Linked DNA regions of Salvelinus alpinus: region 1 is linked to region 2. Evidence: chromatin contacts called from public Hi-C data. All regions are on one chromosome and are shown on one strand. Each heading gives the region's core, a stretch centred on a gene start, on an enhancer-like site or on the middle of the called end of the contact. The rest is flanking DNA. Distances are from core to core; before and after follow the strand shown.

Region 1 (4,785 bases), core at 1,152-3,651, 210 kb after region 2:
TTCTTCTTACTTGATTACTTGTACTTCAATATGAGCAATTTTAATGCATGTTTCCCAAAATATGTTTGTTTTGTATCTTTAGTGTAACCTATGAGTTTCTGTGTGCTTTAAGTTGAATTATGTTTGACATGTGGATATATGTTACAGGTTCACTCTGTCTTTGTATGCCTTTAAGTATTTGTATAGGGTGAATAGGGTTTGTAAAGAAACATAAGATGGAGTGATCCCTGGACGAACATTAAATGGTAGGGAAATGTCAAACACTGGTTGAAATGTATTGGGGTCAGTTGGAGGATGATAGCTGTTGCAATTGTAATCCTGTTCCACAACATTCTAGGTGAAGTGTTGCTATAGGCAAAGAACTTGCATAACAAATTCATTTCATTTATAAAAAAGTTTAATTCTCAGTACAAATACAGAATCTTTCATACAAAAACATAATATAGTACATACAAAAACAGAGGAGTTTCACCTCTCCATAAATACCATGGCAACAGCAACATATTAACATGACCTCTTGGAATCCTTCATTATTCTCTATGCAGAAGAACCATCAGTTGATTTCAGTTCATTGGTCATATAGGACAGCAATGGGATCATAGGCAAGAATCTCTCAAGCCTCCTCCATTTAGCTAAGCACATAATAAAGAAACATAACAATAAGCAAAAATACAAGACCTGTACAGACTATTTGACACACTGGCAATATTAGACATGCGCATTTTCCCTTACTGGGAAGTTAAAAAATATAGCCAAATGTCTCTGAGGTCATCCACTTCTTCAACCTTGAAATATACAGCTCTCAAACATACAGTGTGAGGTAACAAGTTAAATACATCAATATTAAATAAATGTATACATGTGTATTATCTGTGTCACTTGAGCTGAAGGCATGTGGCGCCATTGAACACCGTGCATAAAACATAGACATGGTGGTAAAAAATCTGAGTGCAAACAGGTGTAGTGGAACCCGGATATACCACATAGCAGGTCAACCACAACATTACTATGGATCAACACAATATACCACAAAGGTAAAATAATACCACATATAGAGAGCAGAAATGTTTATTTCTGTCTCTCTTATTTTCTTTCTCTCTCCGTCCATTCAAAGGAATTTCATCAGTTATAGACTATTCAGTTCAGTTCACCTCATTCCCGCAAAATAATACACAATCGATCATCAGGGAATGAGAATCGATCATCGGGGATCATCGTTGCGCTGCATTTTAGTAGCATCCAATGCCGATCTCCTGCTTGTAGCGGTTGGTCAGGGTATTGGCCTGTTGCGTCAGCTTGGACAGCACCCCGTGGAGCCCCGTCATGTGGAACTGGAACTGCTTCTGCAGGTTATCCTCGTCTTCCTCTGACGACACCTCAGAATCTTCCTCCGCTGAATCCAACCGAGAGATGGAAGCCCGGCTCTTCTTTCGCTTCTTGGCTTCCTCGGCGCGCATCACTCCCCACTCGATGTCGCAACGGATAGACTTGAGCAGCTGGTAGTAGCTGTACATGTCGCCGTCCTCGATGTCGCTGTTTCCCGAGCTTTTCAGGGCGGCCATCTCCCTCTCCTCTTCAAGGGGGACGTCCCGCAGCAGGCTGGGCACCATCACCGTCTGGTCCATGTTGTTGACGGCACCGATGAAGCGGTTCATGGAGTTGAACAGGGAGTTCTTCTGCAGGTGGGATTCTGAGAGCTGCATCATCTTGGCGACTGTTGTTGATTCTTGAACTTCTTTAACAAAATGAAATGTATAACTGTCAACCAGAGCTGGATAGTTCGTTTCTTCTACTTTCTAATCGGCTTTGGAAAGCGGCTTGTCCTTTTGTATTAAATTATTAAACGGAGCTATGAAGAGAGTTTGGCAGTTGTTCTTGTTTCTTCTTTTGCCTATTCCTTCTTCTTTTCGTTTCTGTTCTGACTCTTACTGGTCCCCGGTCGGATCTTTATAGAGCAGGTGGATTCGTGTCCAAGGGCGTGCCCAGAACCTGTTTGTCAGGATTATTCTTCCTCTACAGTAACCGGACTCCAATGAGCTAGTACACATACAGAAAAAACATGTTGGCATAGTTTGCATGAAGGGGATTGGCCTCCCAGTAGCGATAGGCCTACTATCCGGCCCCTGCCCAGTAAGAAAGCAATGAATGCATCTTCTCCAAACCAAATGATAGCAGGCTCTATGTCCGCGCAATTGTCAGCCTGTGTTGCGCATCAGCCACTCAAACACAACACAATGGTTTATAGTGAGCTTTCTCAAAACATTCACACACCAAGCACACTAAAAACGAATTATAGTTTACATTGCAATCGAATTCAAACTTCATTCACATTGGCCTATATTTTGCTCTCATGTATTCCAATACAAAAATGACTGATGCTACATCAAACCCCGCAACCTCACCGGACAAACCATTCAGGGCGAGGTCTGACCTAGCAGAACGCCATGTTATGAATATTCATGACGAAAGCTATCAGCCCACAACCGTACCTCCAATTGAAACCAATCATATGTTCGGCTGTCTGTCTCGGCACCGGGACTAGCTCTCTATTGACCAATCGGTGGGTGAAGGAGGGAAGCGAAGCGCTGGATCCTTGCCAATGGGGAAAGCAGAGGATTAACCCTATACATTCCACTTTTTTCTTGTTGGAGACGAGTCCGCAAGGTCTGTAATGTTAGGACATAGGCCAACACTAATAGGAGGTTGTCAGAGTAAAGTTATTAATCCATCTCCTGGATCAGCGATTTTTCCAAACTAGGCTGAACTATATTTTAAATGTAACCTTTATTTAACTAGGCAAGTCAGTTAAGAACAAATTATTTACAATGAAGCCTATTGAGATGCAGTGCCGTAGAAAAAATAAAGTTATTCTATTCTATTATATTCATAACAATGTTATCATCCCATTCATATACAGTATCTATCAGCTGCTTTGCCTTTGACAGTAATTATTACAGTTAGAGCCAAACTAATACCCCTATTGCCCTTACCATGAAAGACTGATGAGAACAGCTGAAACTACCCCCACCCCCCTGTAGGTCAATAGTTTACCATCAACAGGGGAAATCAACAGAGACCGGTTGCCCCACATAGAGAGAACTCACTGACATGGTAAGCAAAACACCACAACAAGCGGGCGGAAATGATTCAGCCCAGCCAGTCTGAATTCTAATCATAAGTTAACACTTACAGTTAACCACCAGCACAATCAACACATGACAGAAATAGCAAACAACATGCTTTCAGTCACCACAAAATTATTATTTCTTGCAACCAGGGTGCTGAATCATTGTGACCACAGCCTGGTCCATCTACATGATGTAGAACAGCACTCACCAAATATATTTATTTGGCCTATGGTAATCCTTGAAATAGCTACATTTATGAGGACTTTGCACCTCACTCTTAGATGAATTAGAAGAAGAAATCAATCAAGAAGAACAATCTGTCAGTACTGTCCAAGCAGTCACATCAAGCAATGATTCATTCCAGGTAGTACCATTTAGCAGTAATGATTGGGCCTGATAAAAGTAGAAATAGAAATATGAGTTTGCACTCGTGTGTCACACACATACACTCACAAATACACAAATGCACATGCGCACACACACACATAAAGATGCAGGTCGGAGATAATGGGTGTAGAGAGAGTGTTCTGGAATGTCTGGAGAGAAACTATACAGATTGAATCAGTGTTCTAAACACTGAACTGCTCAGCAAGAATGGGAGGAATGTCAACATACAGTACATGACAAAACCTGCTTAGTCAGTCGATCTCTCTCGGTCTCACCCTCCCTCCCTTCCTTCCATTCCGATAATTATACTTCTCAATTTTGCCTCTGCTCCTCTTAAAGCCGTCATCTGAAACAGTTCGTAACAGTTTGTGCATATATTATGGCGACATTTTGTGACGTTTTTCTTTTTTTTGGTCTTCGGCAAGGTTTTTTTGGGGCTGTTCTGAAGACTACTCCCCTTCGTTGGTGATTGGTCAACAGTAGGGATTCTTCAATTAAATGTTTGTCGGTGATTGGTCAACAGTAGAGATTCTTCAATGAAGTGTTTGTTGTCATACTACGAGTTGTGTAAGAAGGGATTCAATCGACCACGCCCACAATTTGGGGAAAACAAAAATTATTTCCTATTGAACCCCATTCTAAAAGAGCCAACTTTGTCCTCCAGTTTTTGTCATACAGAAATAACAAAACATGCTGTGTCATTCAATGTACATATAACCTGGTAAAAAATCTCGACCTACAGTTTGCAATGCTCCCACCCAAATAGAACCTGCAAGAAGAGTCCTGTGGCTTCAGGCTATTCGGTGTGAAAGAGTGGGAAATTGTGGGGACCCGGTGTCCAAGTAGACTTCACATAGCCAGTGCATGTTAACTAGCTAGCTAAATATCGCCCGGTGGGCCAGCTACAGTTATTAGGCACCTTGTTGGCTAGTTAGCTAAAGTTGTCTATCTATCTCACAAAGGACTTGTGGGATCAATGTTTTCCCCATACAAAACACAAACAGTTTATTCCATGAGTGCATCTGTTGTACATGACTAATCAAATGACCTGTGAAGTCTGTTATACATGTCTACAGTAGGCTAGTACTTTTCAGACTGGGCTAGTAGACAATGTGTAGTGTGTAGTCGGTGGCTAGCTAAGACAGAGAAAGAGGACGGTAGAAGTTGAACACTTTATTTAATTCATTTCAATATAGCACATGGGTTCATCATGGATTCGGCACAGATCTCTGATCGTGCTGGTGAATGGTAGTTGACCGTGTCGGCTAGA
Region 2 (4,806 bases), core at 2,162-4,661:
ATTTCATACTTTCTCCGTACTGGTCCCCCAGTGGGAATCAGACCCACAAAACTGGAGTTGCAAGCGCCATGCTCTACCAACTGAGCCACACGGGACTCACCTGCATCATTCACCTGCTTCTCTCAGTCTGCTCATTATTCCTCCATCAGTTAAAAAAAATATATTTAACCATGGGGGGGGGGGGTGCAGACCCTGATAAGTCTTCTGTTGTTACATTTGTACATTGGAGCAGCACTCAGAGCAAGCAAAGTTTGTACTCCGTATATAATTTCATCCCTGGTATAACCAACAGCACAGGCCAGTCATAGGCTTTACAAGTTTGTTGTCACACACCAGTGCCAGAGAGGAAAAAACTTTGTGACAGTCATCCTCGCAGCTTAGAGAAACAGCTTGTCTTTGCTCAAACGGGGGAAAAATATGACTCATTAACAGAGCTACCTTTTTTTCTTCCCACGTGATTTTGTGCACATTTGATATAATTTCACAAACCATTTCACAGGGCGTTTTAAACTAATCCCAGGCCGCTAATGGCTTTGATCACAAACAACTTTGTTCAGTCATGTTACCTAGCTAGTTAACAACAACAACAACCTGGTAACAACAACAACAACCTGGTAACAGCAACAACAACCTGGTAACAGCAACAACAACCTGGTAACAGCAACAACAACCTGGTAACAGCAACAACAACCTGGTAACAGCAACAACAACCTGGTAACAACAACAACAACAACCTGGTAACAACAACAACCTGGTAACAACAACAACAACAACCTGGTAACAACAACAACAACAACCTGGTAACAACAACAACAACCTGGTAACAACAACAACCTGGTAACAACAACAACAACCTGGTAACAACAACAACAACCTGGTAACAACAACAACCTGGTAACAACAACAACCTGGTAACTTGACACTAGGTCTAGGTAAATTTGATTGACACAGGAAGAAAGGAAAAGTGTCTGCTACTCTTGAGATGTGCTTCAAAGGTATGATTCATATGGTCTAATGTAAGCCTAAACTATCACACAGTTCTTTCTGGTACTCCTTACATTCTGTTTGGTGTCTAACGTTTCTTAAAGTTGGGAGCCGTGTGTATGTTTGTGGGAGAGAGTGTGTGTGTTTATGAGAGAGAGAGTGTGTGAGGGAGGTAGAGTGTGTGTGTGTCTGTATGTATGTTAACTGAAGAGTAAAGACAGTTTCATGCAATGTTTTCCCCCTTACTGCTACAATGAAAGCAGATCATTATGTATGGATATTCCTTCCTCCCATTCCACCAGCCAAATCACAGGTAGGCCTTTCAAATATCAGCAAATCAGCCATTCTACGCAGTATTCTATTATACAGCGAACAGTGTGAAGTTAAATTCAATATGTGTATTGAGTAGAAGTGTAAATATCAGTGAGTTTGTTTTGCACATGCGCATCACGTTTAGAAAACGGGAATACGTGCTGGGGACGGGGCAAACAGAACGCTAGGCCACTGAATTTTTTACCCTGTTGTATTGCAATACTAGTCAGTATCATGATACTTGGCCTGGTATCGTTAGTATCGTGACGAGACTAATGCATGTACCTCAGCATTGCGGCTGAGGGAGTTGAGTGGCAGGGAGGCGAGCACAGAGCCATCCTGGGAGAGACGAGCACGAATCTGCTGCAGGGTCACAGGCAGGTCCTCAAACACAGCGTTGGCCTTTCCCAGCATGTACAGCCTCTGTAGACACACATACAAAGGACAACATTACCATGACCTGCACATACCAACCCTCTGTATAATAAAACACAGCGACACACACTCAGGTGCTCATCCAATAATGTGCTGGTGCATACAGTACCTCCTCGCTAGGGGCCAGCTGGAGCACCACAGGAGTGTCCTCAGCAAAGAGAGTGTGAATCGTCTCAGCCACACTGTCCAGGGTGAAGGGCACCGGCTGCAGGAGAGGGAACAAGAGATAAGTTATTAATAATAGAGCTTCTGTGAAAAATCTGATTAAAAGGAATCTCACAAAACTTTGCTACTCCCCAACCACCACCTTACTGATTGGAACTGGTCACACTCACATTCTCCAGGGGGTAGGAGGCCACACTCTGGGGCAGGGCCAGGCTGTCCACCCCCCTCACCACCACCAGCACATTGGCCCTGGGACGCTGGAACAAAGGACCTGCCCGGAGGCCTGGCCAGGAGAGATCCTACACACACAGACACAATACACAAGATTTTAGTATATAATATACAACAAAATAGGCTTGCACACCTACACAAACATTGGATCAGTGTGTGTACCTCCTGGACGGAGAAACCCATAGTCAGAGCCACCATATCTGGAATCTTCTCCCCTGATATCGGCCAGTCTCCCTTTTGGAAGGACACATACTCAGGGGCCTGCAATATGGTGAGGCTGTCCCCCTGAACACCTGAGGGAAAACAGAAGGAACAAATCTATAAACAACTTCCAATAACGTCTAAACAGCAAAGGTCATTCCATACTGTGTGTGGAGGGGACACAAGGGCCACATACCTAGCCATATCATAAGACCATGGAGGATAATCTAGGTCGGTTCTGACAGTATAGTGTTGCTATTTGGTCCCACTTGACTGTTAATTAAAAACAGCGAATTACACTGTTTAATGAATGGCAGAGCCGGGCAACAGTAGCTAGTTAGCCGGAGTCTCGTGACTGGGAAAGCAGAACAATGTTTGAGGAAGTTGAGTGAATCAGATTTTGGTATGCCGTCTGTCACATGATACTGAACTGGCTAGTTGCTCCCCTGAGAGTCTGGTTAGTTTGACAGCTAAAAATGAACCGATGGATGGCTAGATATTGTTGTTCATAACAACAAATGGGGTCAAACTGCGGGAAATGGCTCACGTTAGCCGGCGATTATGTCGTCCCACTCCCAGCTGGTGCGGGTTGCTGGCTGTCAAATTGACGTTAGCTAGCTAGCATCCTAGGGCAATTAGGCCCAACAAGCAGTATCTACTCATTATACCACCCTATTTAAAGTGGAAAAAACATGGCTTTCCACAAATGATTGCTTACTATCTTTCTATCAACAGGATTGGAAGTGTTTTTCCAAGTCGTATTATCTTTTCTTCAGCAGTAACTAGCTAGCTAGTTCCTGTATTTAGCTAGCTATCATTTTCAAGCAGAGAACTCGCTACTAGTAACAACGTTATCTGCATGAGATCATTTCCAGAAAACCATCTAGATCAGTAGGTAAATAATCAGAAGATTTCCATCTCTTATACCTGACGTAAAAGCTGAGCAGAAGATTAGCGCTACGGTGAATAAAGACTCCATCCTTCGGCGATTTTCCAGCGACATCTTTCTCCTTGCTCTAACGTAAATCAACTGACTCGCTTGTCCCGAAGATGGTAGCAATGCATGATGGGTATGAATTGGTAATCTGCAGAATTACATTGATTGATTTCTGCAATTATTTTCATTGTATGGCTATTGCAATATGGAGCTCATTGTCTCCGTACTTTTACATTTTCAGTAATGAAAATCAATACCACAAGCAGGGGCTATTCGATATACTGTAGTACAGTGGTCAGCCAACCTTTTCTGAGTTTACATCACTTTGTGAGTCAAAATGCAAACCGAGATTTACCCCTCAGATTTTTTACACAATATAAAACATATTAATCAATGCCACATTAACCAATTAAAAACAGTTCTGTAGCAATGAGGTTTGTGCAGTAGGCTACAGGCCCAATACATTATCACTGCATATTGGCTGTGCTTCAATTGCCCTCCAAATGTTGTTCTTCTTAGACCATTTTGAAATTATATTGAAAAAATATGCTGTGAAAAAAAAAGCTGTCCCAACAGCAGAGTCCCTCCCAACAGTAGTCCCAACACCTTACTACTGCTACACCTGCCTATCAGCGGAGCCTTGTCTGGCTGCGAAACAGTTCATTCAGCCTCATTTACTGCCTTTAAAAAAAAAACATAGCTGATATGGCTGACTTGCTTAAACAAATGTGGTTTCTACTGACAATTGAGATGTACAAACTATGGCATAAGGGGACGACAAAACGGATAACAGGCCATCCGTAATTTCAATTAAGATTAATGAGTGAGCTAGGATGGACGTAGTCAGTATAACTATTTCTTCAGCACTTTTGAAAAAAAAAAAATTACTTTTTTAATTTAACCTTTATTTAACCTGGTAAGCTAGTTGAGAACAAGTTCTCATTTACAACTGCGACCTGGCCAAGATAAAGCAAAGCAGTGCGACACAAACAACAACACAGAGTTACACATGGAATAAACAAGGGTACAGTCAATAACACAATAGAAAAAAAAGAAAGTCTACATACAGTGTGTGCAAATGGCGTGAGGAGGAAGGCAATAAATAGTTCATAGTAGCGAAGTAATTACAATTTAGCAGATTAACACTGGAGTGATAAATGAGCAGATGATGATGTACAAGTAGAGATACTGGTGTGCAAAAGAGCAAAAAAATTAAAAACAATATGGGGATGAGGTAGGTAGATTGGGTGGGCTATTTACAGATGGACTATGTACAGCTGCAGCGATCGGTTAGCTGCTCAGATAGCTGATGTTTAAAGTTAGTGAGGGAAATATAAGTCTCCAGCTTCAGCAATTTTTGCAATTCGTTCCAGTCACTGGCAGCAGAGAACTGGAAGGAAAGGCGGACACCTAGGTATTTGTAGTTGTCCACATATTCTAGGTCAGAAGCGTCCGGGGTAGTGATGCTAGTCGGGAAGGCGGGTGAGGGCAGCGAACGGTTGAAAAGCATGCATTTGGTTTTACTAGCGTTTAAGAGCAGT

What was found. A called contact is a pair of places that touch in the nucleus more often than the background predicts.
Region 1: a contact with region 2 is called in a Hi-C map of muscle, with 3 times the contacts expected there. The contact joins the promoter of LOC139538680 here to the promoter of LOC139538678 in region 2. A contact is called at or near these places in 2 of 3 Hi-C or Micro-C datasets (muscle and red muscle).

What each region holds. Positions count from the first base shown.
Region 1 is chr14:27,279,574-27,284,358 of SLU_Salpinus.1, forward strand. LOC139538680 (mid1-interacting protein 1-B-like) reads right to left here and starts at 2,402. Exons shown (of 1, transcript XM_071341021.1): 1 at 380-2,402. The coding sequence starts at 1,706. The coding sequence ends at 1,230.
Region 2 is chr14:27,070,137-27,074,942 of SLU_Salpinus.1, forward strand. LOC139538678 (renin receptor-like) reads right to left here and starts at 3,412. Exons shown (of 8, transcript XM_071341016.1): 1 at 3,256-3,412; 2 at 2,290-2,420; 3 at 2,067-2,195; 4 at 1,841-1,936; 5 at 1,582-1,719. The coding sequence starts at 3,331.